Linked DNA regions of Mus musculus: region 2 is linked to region 1. A link is a contact called in public HiChIP or PLAC-seq data. All regions are on one chromosome and are shown on one strand. Each heading gives the region's core, a stretch centred on a gene start, on an enhancer-like site or on the middle of the called end of the contact. The rest is flanking DNA. Distances are from core to core; before and after follow the strand shown. Region 1 holds the start of Oit1 (oncoprotein induced transcript 1). Region 2 overlaps Cfap20dc (CFAP20 domain containing).

Region 1 (7,237 bases), core at 3,586-6,085:
CTAGAGAGAGCAGGGCACTCACAGCCTCGTGTTGAAAGGCTCTGGCCCTACCTTCACTGTTGTCAAAGGGGCTACAGGATCCATGGGAGGAGATTAGGGGGGAAATGTCACTGATCCTTTCAAGAGAAAGTGCTAACTAGATTGGTAGTCTATCTCTGACAATGGCTTTCATGCCTAGTCACCGATTTAATTACAAAGATCATGGCATAAGACACCTGTGGCCATGCTAGCTCCAATTAATGAGGGTAAAGAAATGTAAATTGTTGGTGGCTTATTGATGTTACCGTGCAGAGAGACAATGCTTTTTATCTTCTGCCACACCTGGCTTCCCTTTGTTACCAGGGCCCACGGCTACTGTGAAAAAGTATGGAAATTTGGTGTCGAAGTGATCACAAAGAAACCCTGGCAGAGATCCTGGGCAGTCTCTTCTCAAAGATTAGAATTAAAGTAACTGGTATAACAGACATCTATTTTATCAGTGAGTCAACTCCCTTTGCCTTTGCACCCAGAAAGTCAGATATGATCTACAGATACCCACACATGTTTTCCTCCCTTGCATACACACTAATGCTCAAACACACATGTGCACACTATGCAGTCCATAAGCAGATATGCACAGAGTAACTGCTCTGTATTTGTTCTCTGACTAGCCAGGGGAGGGTTTATTTGGTTCTCTGAGCTTTTTCCATTGAATGAAGCATTCTAATTCCAAAACACAGCAGCTCTGGGGAAATAAACTTAATCTTCAGATTAGTTTTGCTGCCTATCTGGAACTCAGGACTATACATAATTTAAAAAAAAAAGAAAGAAAGAAAGACAGGAGAGGAGAGGAGAGGAGAGGAGAGGAGAGGAGAGGAGAGGAGAGGAGAGGAGAGGAGAGAAAGGAGAGGAAAAGAGAAGAGAAGAGAAGAGAAGAGAAGAGAAGAGAAGAGAAGAGAAGAGAAGAAAAAAAGAAAAGAAAAGAAGAGAAAAGAAAAGAAAAGAAAAGCCCTCAATTCAGAAAATGCCTCGTGTATTCTGAGGCTCTAAGAAAGCAGTCCACTGAAGGGGTCCTGATGGCTGGTGTCTAGGATCTCAGAGAAGGGCATATGTGTAAGTGTTCATTGTTCCCCCTTGTCTCAATGTGGGCAAATTGCTTTTAACTACTCTGTAGCTCAGTTTCTCTATTTGCAAGTTGTAGGTAGTAACAGTTTTATGTGGAGATTTTTAAGATGAATTACAAATATGTGTGTATTTGATTTAATAATGTCCTTTCTAATTTTTTTGTTGTTATTTTCTTGGGACTGGGTCTCTTTGTAGTGCAGGCTGGCCTTGAACTCACTATGTAATCAAGGAAGTCTGAATTCATCCTCCTGATTACACCACCAAAGGCTGGGATTATAAGCATGTACCACTACACTCAACTTTACAATACCATTACTCCCATTTTCACATGTATTTATCACCCACACCCACTGACACACTCGCATACTCACACACACCTATACACACTCACATACTCCATACATACTCACATACACACTCACATACTCCATACACACTCACACACTCATGTACTCACACACAAGAGAACTCTAAATGCCTAGCTTTGGAAAGTGTAAAACCAAACATGGCACTCTCTAAGTGTGGAAACGAGAAATCATCTCTACAGATCTCCATGACTAGAGGGAAGTGCCTCTGGCACAAGAGAGCAGACAATGCAAAACCTGACCACACCCAGGGCAGGAAGCAACCCAAAGCTGCCCAATCCCAGGGGCATTGCTGGGTTAGTTTCCCTTCATACGAGTGAAGGGGGTTTTCAAACTTTTTCTGATGGGACTATGTTGATTTTAAAACTAAACAAAAACAAATGCAATTTTACCCTAGAGTAGCTTCCCTGAGGCATGGATTGCTGTTGACATGGTCAATGTCCTGAGCCCTTTGGTAACACTAAAAGATGGTGACTTTTCTCACCTTCTTCTCACCACTGACAACATTTGGGCAATAAACAGACATGACAGGAAATGAGTAAACAGCAGAACACCAATTGTGACATTTTTGATACTCCCAGTTCCAAAAAACTTCCTACCCAGTCAGTCTTGACACACGCGGCCCCTGCGTGATCAGTGTTGTCCTCCTCTGAAAGGGAGGTAGGGATGAAAAGATGCAGCTTCCTCTGTCCCTGGACAAGCCAAATGCATAGATGATATTATGCCTCGATCCCAAGTGGAGCCTGACTGAGCATTTCATTCAGGTTGCAGGCTTGGCCAACCTTTTGGCATTGCAATACAACCTTGGCATCTTCAAAGTTCATGCTCAAGAACCAATCAATCAAATCATTTTTTTTAAATGTCAGAAGTATTTATGTAAACTTGGGATTTTATGCTGGGCAGTGTTCATGGCCATCTAGGGCTGCATGCAGCCTGCAGCCTGCAGTCTGCAACCTGCAACCTGGACACGCCTGGAAGGGTATAATGTGTTCTCTGACTCTATGCTCACAGCAACCTTGTAACAAAGGGATTATCCTACTCATAGAAGACAGTGTCGCTATGAAGATGCTTAGAGTAGGCCCTAAAACCATGCAACCCCACAGGGTCACAGTTGCTGACTGGACTGGTCCTTGCCAAATGCCAGCTGTGTGACCAGAACTCATGCTTCATTTGTTATTTGCTGTCTTCACCAGGCACTGTATGAGGCCCAGACAGCATGCTGGTGAACACTGTCAGTATCCCCTGACTGTGTGGACTTCACTTTCCAGTACCACAGGACAGACAAGTGAAACCAGTGCTGGTGTCAGAAAACTGTACCTCAAAATGTGGCAATCTGCCACACTGAGCTGAACAACCTTGGAAACTGGATCCCTTTGACCTTCTTGCTTCTTCCTGAAGTACAGTGTAGCACTTCACTGGTATTCCCCTTCTGAAACAGCTTCTCCTACAGGAAATATAACTACCTTAAACTCCTTGGGACTCTATCCCATAAGGGAATGATGAACCCTGGGAGAAGAGACCAAAAGTCATCACTAAACCCAGCCGGGCTTTGCCTGGACTCCTCACAGGACAGCATGCCTCGGGATATTGCCTGGCAGGCTGTCTGTGTCTGCAGGGAGGCACCTCCTCACCGGTACCACCCACCCCAACCCCATGTTCCTCTTTCCTATGAGAACATTACATTCTGACCCTGCAAATTCTCAAGTTGTGGCTAGCTCCAGTATGCACGTGCATGCTAATAAATGTTTTCTCTTGATATGATGGGTAGGGAAGAGACTGCCTCCTTTTCTGCCCATACAATAGTAATGTTTTCAGGATGTTGCAAATGCTATACACAAAATAAGTTATGACCCTGCTTGTATAGAATGACTCCATACATGGCCCATGTCTTAATTCTGCTACCTGTAAATATGTAGTGTTTCCAAAAAAATCAAAGGTTAAATTTACTTATTCATCTGCTGGTCTCAAGAAAGCCAGGATGATTCAGACTACCCATGTGGGCCCAGTGCCATCCCAGGGGTAGTCCTCAAGATGGAAGAGGGAATGGAGGGTGACTGAGGGACAGAAGGAAGAAAGAATGCTCAGCAAGTGGCAAAGGTGCTGGCTGTAGAGAAGGAAAGAAGTCCCTGGAGGCTCCTGCCTAAGCCCCTGCCTGCTGGCACCTTGATCCTAGGTGAGCACTAGACACATGTTTGAAGCCACCAAGCCTGCAAGTCACTTGTCACAGCATCCCCAAGGCTCTGTCCTTAGAGAAGCTGCCTCACATGTCACCTCTTGCTAGAAGTTTCCGGGGTCACTGAAGTCAGAGCTTCTTGCAAGCTGCACAAGTTTCTACCTTGCCACCATTTTAAATGCTTCGCTTGTTTATTTGCTTTGAGGAAGGTGCCCCCACCCCCATCCCTGAGCCCATGAGGTGTCTGAAGCAACAATATTCAGAACATAAACACATAGCTTCCCCTACTCTGCTGGCCTGAGATGCACACACACACACACACACACACACCAGGGACTGCTCCCTGCTCTTCCCTGACACTATCTCCTGGTATTTGTCTTTATATCCTGACCAGCTGCTGTACCTTACGTCCCAAGATACTCATCCCAAAGGGTCTCACATCGTTTTGGGAAGAAATTGGGGTTAACAGATGGGGAAGCCCTAGCCCCACCCTGACGCAAGTGTATAAGGACCAAAGGTCTTTCTGGACAATAATGCATCCTAAAGAGATATATAAAGAACGTAAGTCTATGTTGGTGACAGAGCCTAGGATGTTAAGTCCCTCCCAGTGAACCTGAGTGGCATATATCGCTTTCACTGTGCTTTTCCCTGCTTCCTCCATCCACCCCATTTTAATCTATAATTCACTGTGCTCCAACCCAAACCCAGACTCCTTCTCCCATGCCACCTCCTCTCCCTGTTGACCCAAGAGCCCCCGTTTCCCTCAGTGGGCTCAGAGCCCTCGAAAGCCCATTCACTGACTCACTACACCTACCTCAACCTCACTCAGGCCCTGGACGGTTTAGCACCGCTTGAGTGGTTTTGTTTTATTATTTGATTTGGGGGTGGGGGGTGGGGGTTCTGCTCCAAAGTTGTTTGTGCTAGCACCCAAGCGTCACCTGGGAAGGCTGGAGCTGCTGTATTTGGAAGAAAACAAGCACAGTCCTGCCCAAGCCCCTACCAGACTTTAGCCTCATTTCCTCTGCTGAGAGCTCTAGATTAAACTTCCTCCTTCCTGGTAAGGTGTTTAACGAGGCAGGGAGGGTTTATGGCAAATCTCTTCCAAGCAGCGCTCAGCATGGGTAGGGCTGGAAGTAGCTACCCTCCCAAGGAGCCCAAGACCTGGCTGGTCACTCCCTCTAGGCAGCTGTATCTAAGAGCAGCCGGCTAGAGAGGGCCAGCACCAGCACCAGCACCAGCACCAGCACCAGCACCACTCCCATCCTGCCAAGAACCAGAAGGCTGCTCTTCAACAGCCAGGCCAGAAAAGCAGTTGGCTGGGTTAAAGACTCAAGCTATCAACAGCTGATCCATCACCTCTTCAACGCGAAGGCAGTGAAGAGTGAGCCCTGAGCCTCAGGTATGTCTCTGCCAGACCAGAGGGGGCTTTACTTCTCGGTCCACATTTTTGAACTAATGATAGAGGCAGGGAAGATGGAAGATGAAGAAGCAGCAAGCCTGAGAAAGAAAGCAAGAGCAGAAAAGGGAAAGAACGCAACTGTAGGCTGCAGTGAGGAGACTGCCTCTGAAGGGATCAATCCCAGCTGACAGAGGGGAACGCTGGTTTATCACTCAGTGCAGGCCATGTTGATTAGTTATGTCTGCTGTGAATACAAAAATAAGATCTAGGGTTCAAAAGCCTGGGATTTGAAACCCACTGTAGCTCACTGTAGATGCTATCCCTAGACCACAGAGAATCTCCACATGTATGAATTCACCTACGTATATGGGCTTCTAAACACACACATTCTAGATGAACATCAAGTTCCACAAATATTTGAATAATGAATAAGGCCAGGATGTTCTCTGGCCACAAATGTCATTTATCTCTGAAAAGGTTGAGCTGAAAGGTTATGACAAAGGTATGTGGTCTTGTGAGATTTCCTGATAACATACTGTCCAGCTAGTTCCTCTCACTAAGATATGTTTTCCTCATCTGGGAAATGGGAATGAGGGGCTGAACATCCTGGCTCAGCGTTAGTTACCTCTTGCCTGTTAGGCATCTGTGGGAGGAATGAGTGAAACAGATAATAGCACCAGCCGCTCTTCATGGGGGGTTGGGTCTCATTATTACTCCGCTCCTGAGAAGGGGAGCCAGAGGCCAGAGAGCCTTCATTCTCCCCGGCAGAATGGCTGCAGAGGCTGTACCCAGGCACTGTGCCCCAGTGCCCTGTAATACAGCTGGTTCTGGAGTGGCCCTGCAGATGGGTCACTCACAGTGGAGCAGGTAAACACACCATTGTTTTGGCCAGAAAGCAAAAAACAACCTGTGGGGGACCATCATTATCAAATCAATTTTGTTACATGTTGGGAAGATAGCCTGAGAGTTAGGGACAACAGACTTCTCTCGGGAGGTTAATTTGGCTAAGGCAGTGTGGAATTAGGTGGGAATTAGGGGCCCTGCAGACCAGAAGTGAGATTTGAGGTGTCCCATCCAGGTTCAACACAGTTGTAGGGGAGGGTTTGACTTTGCCAGTTGATCCATCTGTGTCTGCTGAGCTACACCTAGAGCTATGCTTGGAGCCTTCTCTCGTGCGTATCATTCACATAGCCTTTTCTGAGCTTAGGCCTTGGCAGCAAGCTGTCCCAGTTGCTTGCTATATCCCAGTAGGACTTTGGGGATCTGCAGAGCTGAGTAGCCTAACCTGCTCACGGACTCTTTGGCACTTTTTCCATGGTGGAGGATATCTGAAGTCACTGCTTGGCAACACTTCCTTAGGCTGAAGCAGCCATTCCTCCTGGGGTGAAAGCTGTGTCTGATGGAGGTGTGGACAGCCAGTAAGAGGACTGACTGACTGTTGCTTGGAGAAGATGCTGAAACCTCCTATGGCTGATACCAATCCTTTGCTTTTGGAAGCTCTCAAAGGCAGGTGGGAACTCTGAATCAGTTTCCTCCCCAGAAACCAGACAAGAGACCCAAAGTCACTGAGAGAGCTCCTGTGCCCTCAGCATTTGGATCACACCTCGGCCTTTTGGTCAGCCGTGTCACCTTGGGCCAGGTACTTCATATTCTGTACTTGTCTAAACCTCTCTCTCTCCAAAGAATGAGTCATCTGTGTTATGGTAGATAAACACAATCCATTTATATGTTGGAATTAGTATTTTGGTTTATATCTTTTCAAAAATAATGGCACATTAGCAGATTCCTGGAGGCTTACATGTGTAAATTAGCCAAGTCAATAATGCCAAGCACCTGCCATGGGGCTGGCGTGGAGCAGGTGAACTCACAGGTTGGCGCTCTTATTGATGTTCAGTGCCTGTTGTACCCTAGGTACTAGGTGCGTATGGCTAAAAGCCATAAGGCATTTAGCTATCTCAGGAAGTTCACAGTCCATCTGAAGAGTCACGCAGAAGACTGGGAATAAAATAGGCCATGACCCTACAAGAGATGTATTTTATGGGTCAGTTTTCTGTCTCAACTTACCCAAGAAGAAAGGTTTATTTGGGTTCATGTTTTTATCCCATTGCTGTTAATTGGATCAGGGACCATGGTGTAGCAGGGCATCACAGTGTGGTTCATGCAATGTGGCAAAGCTGCTGGCTTCATGGGGACTAG
Region 2 (7,139 bases), core at 863-3,362, 52 kb before region 1:
ATGTGCCTGCCACACAAGTACGAGGACCTGAGTTCCAATTGCTACACTCACATAAAAGTCAAGAATGGGAGTTCAGACCTCTATTCCCAGCACTGGGAGGTGAGGATGGCTGGGTCTCTGAGGCTCAGTGGCCAGCCAGTCTAGCCAATCCAGTGAGCTTCCAGTTCAGGGAAGAATACTGTCTCAAAATGTAAGATAGAGAGCCTTGGAGCATGACAACAGCCATTCACCTCCATTCAGTGCATATACACTCAAACACACACACACACACCCATGAACCATGCAGTTTTCCACTGAACCTCTGTCACTGCAGATCTTTTTCATGCTCACTGCCCAAGTCCTTTGAAATCTCAAGCTCACACTTGTCCTTGGTCCTTAGAGAGATGAGCTAACAAAGAGAAAAATGTCCTAAACACCTCTTTTACTCTGTGACTACCCTTATCTTTCTCACTCTGAAGGGAAAACACAGACTTTCTGAAGGAATCAGGACTCGAACGCCAAAGTCTTTAACACCATGCTGGGCACTGAGAGAACCGAGAAAGTATTCTCATAAAACGGTTTTAATTGCATACAACGTATCAGAAACCCTGCTAATGATTTAGGCAATGATGTTCCCTCCACTCAAGCCACCATCTATAACCCCATGGAGCTTAGACCTTCCTACCACTGAGAAAACTACAGCTCACCTAACATTTTCTGCTTTATGGATCTTAACTTTGCAAATGGCATCATTTAAATGCATAGTTTTTTGGTAGCCTTCTTAGAACAAAATGAGTGAAGACTCTATTTTGACTTGAACTCACTGCTCTGCATTGGACACAGTTTCTGGAACTCATGGTACTTGTGTTTTGGATATCATCCTGTGTATCCTGATGCTAATGCATGTGACTCTGCCATTTCATCCTCTTTCCTTCAGGCTCCTCTCTACAGCGTTTTGGGTTTGCTTGTTTCTTCTCATTCTATTTTATTTTATATGTAGGAGTGTTTTGCCTGCATGTCTGTCTATGTTCCATGTGTACAGTGCTCATGGAGGCCAGAAAAAGGTGTTGGATACCATAGGACTAGAGTTACTACAGGAAGTGTGAGCTGCCATACGGGTGCTGAGAATCAAACCTGGGTCCTCTGTAAAAGCAACCAATGTCCTTAACCCTGAGTCATCTCTTCAGCCCCCTATTTACTTTATATCCTTCATTGTGGAGCTGGCCCTTTGGGTCCCTGGCATTTCTTCTCAAACTTAGAGTGCTTGAGTGAATCCAGTAGTTTCTACTGTGGTCCTTCTTTCCAGCCTAACCTTTGCCTGCATAGAGAAAGCTCTTTAGAGAGGTGGTGACCCCACCCTGACTCCCTTCTGGGATTGCACTTACGGAATTCTGGGCCACACCAATGGCTAATGTCTTGGTGGTTTCCCCTTGTCCACAGGTGAAGAGGATCCACGTGTGGAAGAAGACGAGGAAGTGCTGACTCTGTTGTATGACCCATGTCTCAACTGCTACTTTGACCCTCAGACTGGCAAATACTACGAGTTGGTCTAGCTCCTTCATCGTAACAGCAGCGTGAAGTCCACAATGGGCACCGTGACTGGGTGTTGGGCATGGGGGCCCATGGAGTCAAAAGGAATGGAGAGAAGGGCTTTGTAAATAGCATTTAATGTTAAGAACATCTGCATTCTCTTTGTAGCTGAGTGCGTGGCTTTGAAAGTTGTGGAGGAATTAATACAGACACCAGATTTTAGGCTTTGAATTTGTTCTTAGTTGTTCATTCCAGTCCTCTAAGTCTCATTTCGTATACATTATATAAGCAAATTAAGAATTACTCATTCAAATTTTTCCAGTGTTAATCGATAATAAATGATGGCTTGATACACTACAGAAAGTGTATTCTTGTTTAAAAGATGTCTGAAACCTTTTTATGGCGTGTTTGTATTAAAAATAAAGTATAGAGGCCAAGAGAGTGCTTCCTTTTGTTCACCCTGTTGTCCTTACCACATTATTCCTAGGCAAGTTGCCATTGCTTTAACTCCTTGGAACCGTGAGCTGCTCAGACTTATGGATCAGGTTTGTGGGCGTGACCTCACTATGTGCTTTCAGTTCTCGCTCCTCCAGAGCTGGCCAAGTTCACAGCCTTGTTAATCATTAAGCTGCTTTGCACTGTAATTTTCTTTTACTCCTCCTAACTTTTACCACTGATCTTTGAATCTTAACAGTCTCACTCCATGGATCCAGATTTAACAAGGAGTTGCCATCTTAACACCCTTCCATTCCTCACTGCTTCTGTGACCCATGGCTAGAGAGAGCCAGGTGGCTTCCTTTGATCTTTAAGGTACATCAGAGCAGTTCTGCTCTTATCACAGAGTAGGAAGTATACTCATCCCATGTTCAAGTAGACGGCCTTGAGTCATGTGGCAAATACTTTAAGACTGAGAGGGAAAGTTCTTATTAACAGACAGGTTTTGTTATTTCATAAAGGTTTTTGATAAGGAGAACACCGTTAGAAATGGAAAGTTATTGGTGTGTGGATGGATTTAATGGCAGTCCCCTGATTTCATTTAATATTGCTCAATAGAGAAAGTACCTTTTTTCACAAGCAGATTTGGGCTCCTGTCCAAAGGATCATACATTATTTAAAGCCATGTTTGTGCTTGATAAGCTTTTAATCCTTTTTCTCAAATTATACTTTGTTATGAATTTCTCTCTCAAATATCTTCATGTTTACAAAATGAAAATGAATAAAACAAGGCTTCATAGAGCATGCAAAATTGCCAAGGACCGGCCTCTGCTTAGACAAGGGTTCTGAGGAAGGGGTATCTGGAAGCTGCCAGAAAACAACTGGAAGTGAAATCGTGGGTCCAAGTGACAGCCTATGTTCTGCTTGAGACAGCTTTCCAGACAGCTCTCTCTCTCTCAAGACATCTATCTCTTGCAATTCCACACATCTCTCACAAATCAAAAGCCCAGTCTTTTATTCACATATCAATGCAGTCATTACCCAAGTTCCCTTTTGATTGTCCCATGAATCAATATCCCATGACCCCAGCCCCCTGATTCTTAGAAAAGACAGCAAGAACATTTTTTTTAACATTGCAAATGAATTCAGAGACCTGCCTGCCTTGGTAAGCACAGACACTAAGCTAGTTGGTGGGACCTCACTGTGAGATCACCATTCCTATCATGCCTGGGCCTAACCGAGCTCTGTCCCAGGCTGACCTGGTGGATTTGGAAATTCCTTAACTGGACTTCACTTCACTGTATGAAGATTCTGTTGCCTGTTGGAGCCTCCTAGGAGCAGATGCTTGAGTGCTTCATCAACTGCGTCTGACTTGCTTAGTTCCAAGCATAGCCTGGACATTAGGGATTTTTGAAACCATGATTTAGCTTTGCATTCCAGGTTGGGAGTTTCATGAGTGGTTAGTGGCATAGTCTCTGTTTGCTTTCTAATATGTGCCGTCTATAGCTAGGACTAGTGGCTGCAAAGTGGTCACTCAGTATACATCCTAAGGTAATTAGGTATCAGTCTGGTGACTGATTTAGTTTCTTGTTTCCTTTAATCAGAATGCAACTTACAATGATTTATATTTATCAGTCTCTAAATTATTATTGAATTACAGATCCCAGTTAATAGGAATTATGAGAAAGCAACTGTCAGCAATGCACAGTATCACGTCAATGATTCAGTGTCCCTGGAAGTGATGAACACTCTGCCTCCTCCACCCCAGCATCAGCCTCCCTCTCTCCCTGTCCCATTTGTTTTCTATTGAAGGAAATGACTAACATGCATATGCAGACTTTGAGGAAAAGAACTTTGCCATATAGTATCTCTCCATATTTCACAGATTAACTTCATTCAAATCAGTTGTTTCAAGCACATTCTTGGGTTGGGTTTCTTTTTAATATAAACAGTTTTAAGAAACAAGAACAGGGGGTTGGCGAGTTTAAGAGCACTGACTCCTCTTCCAAAGGTCCTGAGTTCAAATCCCAGCAACCACATGGTGGCTCACAACTACCTATAATGAGATCTGACACCCTCTTCTGCTGTGTCTGAAGTCAGCGACAGTGTACTTATATTTAATAATAAATGAATCTTAAGAAAGAAAGAAAGAAAGAAAGAAAGAAAGAAAGAAAGAAAGAAAGAAGGAAGGAAGGAAGGAAGGAAGGAAGGAAGGAAGGAAGGAAGGAAGGAAGGAAAGAAAGAAAGAAAGAAAGAAAGAAAGAAAGAAAGAAAGAAAGAAAGAAAGAAAGAAAGAAAGAAGGAAGGAAGGAAGAACAGTGTCATCACAGAGTACAGAACTCAAAAAAATTAGTTAAAAGAATTCATTTTAAATTGTTCTTTGACTTTAGTTAAAGATCCAACTGTTAGAAGTTTCTGGGCTGTTGTATTTTAAACTGTACAATGACAGGAAACACAGAGGCCCATTTGCTTTGCTCCCTCTGCACACAGTGCCTCTGTCTTCTGAAATTGCTGGAATCTCTTGGAAAACCCTTCTATTAAGGTTGCGGTCTACCATGCCCAGACAGGTCCCCTGAGCTCAGCGCAAAATAGAGGACTCTCTTTCCCAGGAGGGCTTCATCCTCTCTGCCTGACCTTATCTGGGGAGCCTGAATCCCAAACCTGCTACCTGAGAAATATCACATAGTCCTTGGCAGAAATTACAGGCTCAACTTCCTAGAATGCCTTTCCATGCAAATGAGGTACTCCCAGTACCTTAAGCCTGAGCCAATGAATATTTACCCTAAAAAGAAGCCCTTCTCACTCTCCACGGTTTATAACCCGGGCCTCCCTCAAATCAAAAGCACAGGTTATTTCACTGAATATAATCTAAGAGAGCTGTTTCACTGAATACTGTCTAGAAGGCTTGTAACGCTGAAATCAAAGACACCCCCACCACCACCCTGGAACTCACAGCTGGACTCCCGCTACCCCACCTGTTCCAGACTCCCCTTCATCCTTTCCCACTTGGTGTGCATCAGTGCCTGGAAACCCCAGGGAGGAAGGGAATTCACACCATGAAAGTTCAGCATGAGCTATGTCCCTGTGTTTGTGTAGCAGCACCCACATTAGTCATTTTACACTCCAGGTAAGGTGGTCATAGAATTATTGACAAGAAAATTTAATTTTCTCTTTCTCCTAGTAGGCAGGTTGGGATTCAGTCATCTAGTTGGTCATAGCAAGAATGATCAAAGACTACTTCTTTAAGTTTCTGACCTTGCAAATCAGGTTGGAAAGCTAATTTCCCAGAGGCTCTCAGATGCAGAGGGCAGAGTAATCCATGATCCTCACTTCTAGGTGGGTTCCTCTCCCACTTGGAGAACTTCCGGTGAGGATTCCAGTGGTCTGCATGCCATTGGAAGGGCCTTACGTGAACCTTGCCAGGAGCTTGGGAATCTCCATACTCATTATCTCTTACTCTGCATAGTTCTCCCTCAATTGTCAGAGGGGAAACTCATTAGGCTCACAGCCTTGATATGTCAAGGATCCGCATTGCCCAGTTGCCCTTCAACAAACAGAACTTCCATTCCAGATCAGCCAGTGCAGTGGGCATGGAGAAGTGCATGCTCAAGGCAGGGAGGGACTAGAAACATGGGGTTGCCATTTGTCTTCATAAGGGGGGATGGGTAGAAGTGGGGGAGGGGCTGAATTCAGGTGGCACTTAAATTTTCCAGGGAATAATTTTTAAAATATATTTGCTCACCCTAGATCAGGAAGGTACCCACAAGCCAAAGAAAGGATTCTACCAATATTCAATGACCCAATAAATCAACTGGGGTTACTTAGAGGTACATGGGTGACTTGGAGGCTGCTATACCAGCAGGAAGTTCCCTGAGCAACTTACTGGCATATACATTCCTAGAGAGTCCTACCCACAGCAGGGGCAACTCATAAAACATTGTGCCAACTGTAGATTCCTGTGGGCAACTTTCAGGGAGCTACTGTATTGAAGAATACCCTGTCTGGCCAACTTTCTACGTTCTGTGTAACTGAAGAGGGTACAGGGCCTCATGAAGGGTGTGAGCCCAGTGTATTTCCTCTACCTCTACAAGGGGATTTTAATGGGCTTGCTTTCAAGCAGGTCTTATAGGAGTGATAACAGCTTCTCCTAGTACAGACAAGGATCCTGGTCCAGTGGGCACCCACTCAGACTTCCATGTTCTTGTAGCCCAGAATAAGAAACTGGACAGATACACATTGATAGTAGGAGAAAGAGAAATAATTGGGACTGCATTCCCCTAGAGTATAGAAGTGGGTCAGAGCTGGAGAAAGATCAAAGACTCAATAGCACTTGTTCCCAATGGCTGAGACCATGATAGGTCACTTGTCTAAATGGCTATTTTGCCCAAGCTCTGTCTGCTACACTCAGCTGCTGGCAGGTAGTTTTCCATCTCTACCCTTGGCTTTTCTCGACATGCCAATCTTGACCACCCCCTCCAACTTACCTTCCTGCCACAGTTGACTCAAGTCAGCTGTGATTGTGTCCACCACAGAAGAAACAGCTATACAACAGGCTGGGCATGGTTAGAATATTTGTTGCTTTAGGCGGATTGTAGTACCTAGATATCTCCTAGATTCCTGACCAGGCTACAGAACATTCTTCAGACTCACTTTTCATCCAAAACCAGGAATACCAAACCCTCAGGATTCCCCAGCTGAGACCTTCGTGACCCAAGGTGGAGAAACTTTCTGCCATTTTCAGTTATGCACACATATAATAGTAGGTAACACAGATAACTTCTAACAAAAGATAAATCTAAGAGAAGGTCCATTCATCATGGATACTGCACCTTTACATCTTAATGAATACTTTGGTTCTGGTTTGTGTGGTTTTAATATAATTTAGAGTCACATTAAGTCAAAATAATTTGACTTATAAGAATTAAATTGCCAATAAACATGGGCACTAATTTTTACTGCTGACATATTCTTCTGTAGTTAATCACTGGTAATTCCGTGAAGCGTTACACAAGTGAAGTGTGGGAAATGCTATTGATTGGGTTTCATCAGCCCAGCTCATCACTCTCAGGGTTTTGCTGAACTTGGCAAGATTTAAGCAAACAAGCTTTCTCCTAATAGTAATAAGTATTGTCAATATTTTAACCTGTAGATCAAAAATTCTCTCCAATTTGCCATAGAGGACACTCCCGAAGGCA

Evidence for each region. HiChIP or PLAC-seq counts read pairs in DNA pulled down with a chosen protein or histone mark.
Region 2: an H3K4me3 HiChIP or PLAC-seq map of intestinal villus epithelium shows a contact between it and region 1, with 6 read pairs. The contact joins the enhancer-like site here to the promoter of Oit1 in region 1. A contact is called at or near these places in 1 of 39 promoter capture datasets (hippocampal neurons), 9 of 484 Hi-C or Micro-C datasets (colon epithelium, embryonic stem cells, morula and 2 more), 3 of 115 datasets of contacts at active chromatin or transcription factors (embryonic stem cells, intestinal crypt epithelium and intestinal villus epithelium) and 2 of 9 other capture datasets (adipose tissue and pancreatic islet).

Annotation. Positions count from the first base shown.
Region 1 is chr14:8,376,361-8,383,597 of GRCm38.p6, reverse strand. It overlaps Oit1 (oncoprotein induced transcript 1), which reads left to right and starts at 4,835. Exons shown (of 10, transcript NM_146050.2): 1 at 4,835-5,041. Gm41095 (a long non-coding RNA gene) reads right to left here and starts at 4,493. Exons shown (of 3, transcript XR_874217.2): 1 at 4,457-4,493.
Region 2 is chr14:8,425,999-8,433,137 of GRCm38.p6, reverse strand. Cfap20dc (CFAP20 domain containing) reads left to right here. Exons shown (of 16, transcript NM_028934.3): 16 at 1,420-1,966. The coding sequence ends at 1,532. The region is part of intron 2 of Gm41095 (a long non-coding RNA gene); the gene reads right to left. Among named protein-coding and RNA genes, the nearest start is that of Gm46492, 35 kb to the left of the region's middle. Within about 2 kb of position 2,112, at least 21 of the 459 cell types and tissues checked have an H3K27ac peak or open chromatin away from gene starts, as enhancers often do. A contact at or near this core is called in colon epithelium and intestinal villus epithelium, where this site is marked.